Linked DNA regions of Zea mays: region 1 is linked to region 2. The links are chromatin contacts, called in public Hi-C maps. All regions are on one chromosome and are shown on one strand. The core of a region is the stretch at or near the end of the contact, and the rest is flanking DNA. Distances in the headings are between cores, read along the strand shown. Region 1 holds the start of LOC103629786 (Plant Tudor-like RNA-binding protein). Region 2 holds the start of LOC100857097 (acetylglucosaminyltransferase).

Region 1 (4,481 bases), core at 1,579-4,078, 140 kb before region 2:
AATGCATTACGCATTAGTGAGCCCACTAGGCAACCACAATGTCAAGAGGAGACATACAGATATTTGATATTTCACAATACATATCGCAATTTCTCCCATCCTTTGGAGACAAAGATAGCACGACTATAGTAAAAGCATTGACACTACAAAGAGAATCATTTACAAAACTAAACTTCCTCAAGGATATTCATACTTATATTATATCTTTGAGAATTGAGATAGTAGCAGTAGCTTGTACATCCTTTGGTCAAAATATTGTAAGTTCAGTCATCAATCATAACAAACACAATAAAGGAGACAAGGACTACTGGTGTAGTACAGTGTTAAACGTCCACATAAGCTAATGCAAAGATTAAAAAAACAGAGGTGTTTCAGTAAAAAACATTAATACTTCGAGACTCTGTCGCAAAATTTCAGAAATCTTGAGATTTCTATAGTACAAACATTCCCAACTGACTCTTTTCACAAGTAAAATGAAATTCTACAAATGAAGTACTCCAACACCTCAAACCCTTAATGAGATTTCCTAACTTACAATAATTTGAAAGATATGAAATGCCACCAGGAAAGTAACAACAAAAGCTATCTGGAAGTAACAGCACGGGTAACCAAACTCCTCAATTCAGCTAGATGTTCATCAATTGAGATGTTCAGTGTTAACCTTAGGTTAGTCAACAAAGCCTCTTGCTCCCAGCTAATTGACCCACAAGCATGCAAGGCTAACATTGTTGCGCGATAAGCATGTAATTCCAGCACATGGGTTTCTTCCCTCGACCCATTGTTATCATGTTCTGATGTTTCTCTTTCAGATGTAGAAGCTTCATCATCATCAGTTCTACTACAGCTATCTCCACTTTGGTAGACCAAATTATAATGTTGTGATCTATGAGGGGTACTGTTAGGACTAGAACTGCCAACAGAAGATGATATACTCTCTGTATCACTAAATTCTTCAGTTGTTCCAGTATGCCATTTATGACCAGCATGGATGCATTTCCCGCGTAGAATAATGCATGGGGAATCAACATCATCTACCTTTTCAGCCAAAGGGGAAAAACTTCTATCAACCAGCTTTGAGTACCTTCCATCTCTATTTGGTGTCCGCAATCTCTTAGTGATTTCACTGCATTGAGGATGTGTTGATATAGCAGACGATTTTCTCTTGATGCCTCTAGATGTATCACCCTCAAAGGCATTCTGGTTCTCAAGTTGACGACTGTCCATTCTGAAGTTATGGTCTAAATTTTTATCTTTTGATTGACCTCGGAATGCACCACCATCCAAGCATCTTGCAGAATACTGAAAATGGTAGAAAGACAAGTCTCATTAGGATCTAGGGCATTCCCATTAATACTTGCAACAAAATCTAACTGCTCACGGGTGAACATCAAAGGACCTCAAAATTATGGTAATATATTTTATTAAAAATACAACAGTTAGACCATGTTAACTGCTTGATTGAGCTAATGTAATAAACAAGTAAAAACATATTTCTATTGATCACCTTATGTCATATATAAATCTAATCTAATTTGAGAATGGAAGGAACAGAGCATTACCTTCTGAGTCACAATCCATATGTCATCTAGCCAAAGCTTCCTCATTCGAAGAACCGATGCATGTGCACTCAACTCCAGCGAGGACCCAAGGAGCCTGACTAGATATTGATTCTTTCCAAGCACTCTCACCACCTCGGCAACCTTCCACGAGTAGCTGTCAAAGGCCTCAATGATACTACCCAAACTCCAGCGTACAGGATCATCCGCAGGAGGGCGAGGCCTCATCAACCTTCTTGGCACCCTTTCAACAGCCACGCTGGAGTCAACGGGACTTTCATCATATCTCACAAAGTAGGCGTGTCCATTGCCGGAGACGATCTCACCAGGCCTCCAAGAACCAAACGGCACATCTGCCTCCTGCAATACCTCCACCTTGCTCCCCTTGAGGAATCTCATCAGGTCGTTTTGCTTCGAGAACTCTGTCGCGGACAAGAAACCAAAGATATTGTCAACAGCCGACACGATAGATTAACTGGCGTCGAAACAGAGCGAATAAATCAGAATAACACAGGAGCACCCAGAAGATTTTGAATGAAAGAAATCGCATCATTGACTCAAACCGAGTATTCACAACAGAATAACAGATATGAACGAGCGAAGGAGCCATTGCGGCGCAGAAGAACAGAAGAACGAAATCGAGGCGAATCGGTCGGGGGTGTGACATGAAAAACATGGCCTCGCATATCCACCAGGGGGGCGGGCTTCCCGATTCTTTCCTCTTCTTTTCGATCTGACTGTGATCATAGAAGAGAGTAAAGAGATCGATCTACCGAACAAATAAGTCTCCGAGGAAAAAGAAAAGAAAAAAAACATCAAGCGAAGTTAGGGTCCCTTACCAACAAACGGAAAGGCCAATACAATGCCAATCGAGTCGCCGGCGTGATGAGCGCGGCTGGCTACCTGCCGTTCTTCGGCGGGACCACCGGAGCCCGACGGCTGTCGTTCTTCTTCAGACGAGGAGGCTGGCGGCGGGCTCAGAGCGGCCGGGGCCAAGCACGTCGATTCAACGATTTGCCAACGGAGAGATTGAGAGAGATAGAGAGAGAGAGGGAGAGGAGGCCGCGATGATGCGCCGACGCAAGGAATTGCTACGAGGGCACGGCGAGGATTTGGCGAGCGGAGGAATCGGGTGGCGGTTTCAACAAGAGCCGGAAATAAGCAAATTCAGTCGGTTTTTATTTTATTTATTTGAATATAAGATAATGAATATTTCTGCAGGACAGGGTCACAGGGGTGGGCCTGCGTCGCGTCGCGTCGCGTTCTGGGTTCGAGGCGAGTCTCATCACTGCCATTGGCCTTAGATATCCTTGTTTGGGCCTCGGCCAGCCCGTCGCTTGTCGACCGTCGGTCTGGCGTTTGACGGCTGAGATCCCAGGACGAGGTTATCGGTGGCTATCTTGTTCCCATGGTTTTGGTTTGTCGTCTCGTTTTTTTGGGTTACATTTTCTCCGGAGCGTAGCATGGTTTTTTTGAACCATCTTAGAGCTAGTTTGTGAACCTTATTTTTCCAAGGGTTTTTCGTTTTTCCAAGTGAAAAATGTAAAACAATTAAACGCTGTTCTAGACATCGACGCATTTGTGTACGAGCCATCCATTCTCTGCAGTCGTGAGAAACGCTTAAAACATACTATAATTCATAGAAGTTTTCAAAATATTATACTGTATGATTTTGTCCTCTAGTGTATATATATGCATATCGAATATGCCGTTTCCATATAAATTTCTAGAAAACGACCTTTCATTTTGGATGTGCATATTTTGTTATATGTTTCAAGGGAGTTTATACCATTGTACCGAAGCAGTGGGTTTTTTTTTTGCTTGCTACTATAGACCGGGTCAAATTCGATATCTACCAAAGGTCGAAGGATTTATTTGTCACGTCCAAAAAGTACAGGGGAGTATAGGATGGCAATAGGTTGGGTTTGGACTAGATGCAGTAAAAACAATAAGTATCAACAATAATTAAGTTATATCTATGGTTTTATGTATTCTCGCGTTGAGTTGCAACAAAATATTACATGAACAATTAGCCAAGTTAGTTATCGAAAATAACTATTATTATATTTTAATCATTTTTGCGTAAAATAAAGAACGAACTAAATTTCAGATCGTGTGCGAGCCATCCCACGGATTGAAATAGAAACTCACAACGTCGGGTTAGTGTGCACCAGCTAATCAAAATGTGTTTTCTTCTCTAGTTTTCGTGGGCATGAAGCTGTGGCAAGTTGTTCGTCTGCCCCAGACGACCGCCCCAAGCATACTTTCTCCGTCATCCTGCGGCAGCGTTGATGATGGCTTGGCAGTCACGTTTAAGCCGCTGTCTCTCAAAATTAGCTGATCGCTTTGCTTGTTTACCTAGCTTTCATATTCCTTGCGTGCCGGAAAGATGACCCAACAAAGCAATGCAAACACAATCTAAACAACCAGCACGTATACAAGAAGGATAACCTCTTTTCATCAATTAATAATAAACTAATACTGTATTCTTGAAAAAGGAAGGGGGAGGGGGGGTGCAGGTCATGGTTTGGTTGGGCGCGACGACTGACGAGTGGCCGCACTGCGTATTGCGTTAATGGAGGCCGTTGTCCATGATGATCATGAGCCATGAACAGAGGCCAGCGGAGACACCTCGATCTCGATCTGCATAGCTGAAAATGAGGCATGAAAATCCAGCAGGGATCTACCGCATGTGTCCCGGGCTCAGCGGAGACACCTCGATCTCGATCTGCATAGCTGAAAATGAGGCATGAAAATCCAGCAGGGATCTACCGCATGCGTCCCGGGCTCAGAAATCTCCGCGATCACATGTCCAGGGGAGGGGCGCAGATTTGCTTGCTTCACGCATGCAACAGGCCAGGCTTATCAAGAATTTCGTATGTGATCTTGGAGAAGGGACAAGGGGCGTTTGGAATGTACAACAAT
Region 2 (4,308 bases), core at 674-3,173:
GCGTAGACGACTTTCTTTTCAGCTCCATGATGCCATCGAAGACTTGTTGTACTCATGGCGTCCACTCGGCATATGAGTACACATATTTCTTGCTTCTGCATATACTATGTCGAAAGCAGAGGCATCCATTCAGCAATTGTCAATCGACAAAGAGGATAAAACCTATGCTATACACTTAGGGCCTATTAAATTCAGGGGCCAACAATTAGCCTCTACGAATGCCAATTAAAAAGTCTAAATATAGACTGATTTTAGGCGAACAAAAGGTAATGATGATTAATTGATGGTTAGAGTTCATTACCCTTATTAGGCTATAATTAGTCTATATTTAATTCATTTTTATAAGGTGGGCTAATTTTCAGTCCTCACATCCAAACATGCCTTCAACAGGCAGAAACATTTTTTTTTGAAGTGGATAAGAGAAGAAGAAATACTAAATTGTTTTGATTTAATTAGCTATGCTTGTTCTTCAGCAGCTTTAGGTTCAACAGGATCTTAATAATAAAAGGGCTAAAACACATATATGGATGACTGTACGTTCATTTTAATACTTGTAGTGCTGCACAAGGGTCATTATCTTATTTACTATTTCAAACTTCACAGTGTAAATATTACGACCTACTATGCAAAACAACGTTTTGTATGTCCATTTACACGTTCTGTGCACGGGCTTACAACTTACAACGACAGTTTTTTTTGTTGCAATAATATAATTTATAGCTTGACCAAATTACGATTCATGGCCAAAGTATGTTATTTGGTTGGCCTAGGATTATTCTAATCCAACAACTTTTTATTGTATACAGACAAAACAACTTCATCAATCTAAGACTGTCTCCAGCAGCTTACTCATCCCTATACCCATATGCAAACTCCGCTCTACGAACAATACAATATACATCGTAGAACAATGAAAAACAATGTTTTAGGTATAAGTTGGTAAGAAATCACTACATATAAATGCAGGACAAGCCAAATTAAGAATATGGGTTAAGCCTTTATAAGAAGACAAAACAAGTTAAAGATCCATTATGCCGCCAAGTACAAGCTTTTGGTTTCCTTTCTTAGAGTTAAATATGAATCTGGATAAATTTCAGTTTGGATTTAATGTCCTTTAAGATCTGTACAAAATAAACATATCTAACAGTATTTAGCACAAATTAAATGTCGCCGTCCTTACAATCAGTTTTGGCGGGAGCTGGACCTAATCAACTACTACTACGTACTCCTAGACCTACTATTAGGCCTCCTTTGGAACAAGGGAAAAGTGAAGGAATTTTAAAGGATTAAAACCCTATAGAAAGTTTTCCTATGTGGTCCTTTGGAACAAAGGATTGAGTTGCAACAAATCCTATAAAATTCCTATGGAATTGAGCATTGTAGTGAGATTTTGGAGGTTTTTTAACATGAGGTCCAACCTCTTGAAAATTTTCCTGTGGAATTGAAGGTGACATGCAACTCTATTCCTACATTTTTTTCATCCCTATGTTTTACTAATCCTCCATTCCAAAGTAGGCCTTAGGAAGGAACAGGATTGAAAATGTAGACGACACAACGCAACGCAGTTTATAAATGAAATAATTGGATTTTTGCCGCTCACAATGTTGTCTTCTTGTTATAATTACCACTGTGTCTATGAATTATGGGTCCAGCTGGGTCTATGAAATGTGGGTCTGATGGCAATTTTACAAACATGTTTCATGCTGATGGCAAATATCAGAATCTCTCATAAATGGATTCAGGATTAAGAATAAGTCATTCCGCAAGATAAGCACAAAAAAGAAAATCCAAACCCAACACCTCACTCTACCGATCTTCTCCATCTCACACGGCAGGACGAGGCTTTTGGGTCCGTCATCAATCTCCATCCGTGGCAGCGGCACGAGAAGATGCCACGAGGCCATGCCTGACTGGAGGGCCAACGCCAACCCGACGCGACCGGCAGGCAGCGGCGCACCAACGCAAAGGTTAACCCACCCGCCCACCCAGCAGCACTCACTCACGAGACCGTCCACCGCGACGCGCTCTCTTGCCCGTGCCCCCGTCCTCCCCTTCCCCCTCCACCTCCGCGGCGCCCGCGGTAACCTCGCCACGCCACATCGCGTGCGAGCACCAACCGTCGCCGGCCCTCTAATTAAGCTGCCCGCGCGGCGCGATCCGGTGTCCACCGCTGCCCCGCCGGAGGAGGAGGAGGAAGGGGGGCGGGGGGTGGAGCACAGGGGGATGCTAGAGGCGAAGCCGCCGTCGCCGGGCTCCTCCGGCGCGGCCGGGGCGGCGGCACACATCCACGCTCACCGGCGGTGGGCGGCGCCGCTGCTGGCCTCGGTCCTGCTCTCGTCGATCCTCATCTCCGCGTCGCTCTTCTTCTCCTCCTCCCGCGCGCTGCTCCTCTCCTTCTCGCCGCTCCCCTCCGCGGCCTCCGCCGAGCCCCTCTTCGTCGAGGCCAAGCTCCGCCAGCAGATGCGGGCCGAGGAGCGCCCCGCGCGCGGCGCCGTGCCCAGGATCGCCTACCTCGTCTCCGGCTCCGCGGGGGACGGAGCCGCGCTGCGCCGGACGCTCAGGGCGCTCTACCACCCGGCAAACACGTACGTCGTGCACCTCGACCTCGAGGCTCCCGCCGCCGAGCGCGCCGAGCTCGCCGCTGCCGTCCGCGCCGACCCCGTCTACGCCAGGTTCCGCAACGTCAAGGTCGTCACACGGGCGAACCTGGTCACCTACCGTGGCCCGACCATGGTGGCCAATACGCTGCACGCGGCTGCCATCCTGCTGCGCGAGGGCGGTGATTGGGACTGGTTCATCAACCTCTCCGCCTCCGACTATCCACTCGTCACCCAGGACGGTAAGCGCAGATGCGATCTGCCTCCTTCGGCCCCCCAGTTCCGCGATTGGATCTATCCGTCGCGGGAAGACGCGACCTTTCATCCTATTTTTTCGGTGCTTCTAAAGGCGCGATCTTTGCGTTCCGGGCAAAATCAATTCCAAGTTTGGGTCACTGGACGATGGGGATTTGAAATTTGGCGTACAGTGTTTGGTTGCGAGTGTTCGCCAAACATGCGATCTTATACGTGGGCTTGGAGTTGCCACTTGGGAATGGGGTGAGATTAATTTATGACATGTTCTTCCACAATTGGTCTGGGAATTTGGTAAGATTTGATTATCTTTGCCGCTTCTAGTTCTAGGTGGTATCAGGGAGGGGAAAGTCAATCTTGGGGCGTGTATTTCTTTCTTTTAAAAGAGCCCCGCACTGAGTCGCCTCTCTCCCTCTCTTGGTTGCAATCTTATTTTGGTTCTTCCCTTTCGATTTACTACCGTTTTATGGATTCTTCTACTTGTTCATGGTGCAAGCTTTTCTGTTGTGATCAACTTGTCTCTTTGTTTGTCTGGTTTGTCTATCTATCGGCAGACCTGTTGCATGTGCTCTCCGAGTTGCCCAGGCAGCTTAACTTCATTGAGCATACCAGTGACATCGGATGGAAGGAGTAAGTTTGCAGTTTGTCTCAATTCTCAAAGTTCTGTTATATGCTCCCACGAGTTCTGCAGTTGCTGAATATGTCTCTCTGTAGGTACCAGAGGGCGAAACCGGTGATCATCGACCCTGGGCTATACAGCCTGCAGAAGTCTGACGTTTTCTGGATAACAGAGAAACGGAGTGTCCCAACTGCGTTCAAGCTCTTCACTGGTAAATACAGCATCATCTTCCCTGAGAATTCTGAAATAGCTCTCTATCTCCCTCTAGTATTAGTGTTTCTTATTTTCTATATACTACCTCTGTTCTCGAATATGTGTCGCCCACTAGTTCATTTTTGAACTAAAACGCGACAAATAAAAAAAGGACAGAGGGAGTACCATTTTTCATTGTATTTCACATACTAATTGTTTGCAGTGTTGGTTTTTATTCACATGTCTGTTTTTCCTGGAATCATGTGCAACTAATGGCTCTTTTTTGCCACTGTTGTTAATGCTTGGTACAAGAAAACAAACACTTCATTTTTCTTTGCTGACCTCTGTGTTAAGACTAGTTTGGTTGAGCATGAACCATGATGACACTTCTGTCAGGAGATAGTGCAACCAGTATTTGACCAATCTGCCTGATGGGATTTAATGCCAGGTTGAGAAGTTGTAGACTGTTGTGATGGTCCAGCTATACTCTTGATTTTAATATTATGGTCTTGAATTGCTAGCTTGTGCCTATTACCTAGTAATTTATGGGCAATCAATATGCTTTTGTATGGACTATCTCTGCACTACGCCACTACCAGAATGGCATGTTAGCAACTTAGCATCAGATGATTTGCTAGAATCAAATCA

Evidence for each region. A called contact is a pair of places that touch in the nucleus more often than the background predicts.
Region 1: a Hi-C map of leaf shows a contact between it and region 2, with 6 times the contacts expected there. The contact joins the promoter of LOC103629786 here to the promoter of LOC100857097 in region 2. A contact is called at or near these places in 3 of 25 Hi-C or Micro-C datasets (bundle sheath, ear and leaf).

What each region holds. Positions count from the first base shown.
Region 1 is chr6:112,989,030-112,993,510 of Zm-B73-REFERENCE-NAM-5.0, reverse strand. LOC103629786 (Plant Tudor-like RNA-binding protein) reads right to left here and starts at 2,828. Exons shown (of 6, transcript XM_035960118.1): 1 at 2,396-2,828; 2 at 1,560-1,978; 3 at 536-1,299. The coding sequence starts at 1,955. The coding sequence ends at 583.
Region 2 is chr6:112,851,372-112,855,679 of Zm-B73-REFERENCE-NAM-5.0, reverse strand. It overlaps LOC100857097 (acetylglucosaminyltransferase), which reads left to right and starts at 1,923. Exons shown (of 4, transcript NM_001254771.2): 1 at 1,923-2,839; 2 at 3,404-3,479; 3 at 3,564-3,679. The coding sequence starts at 2,224.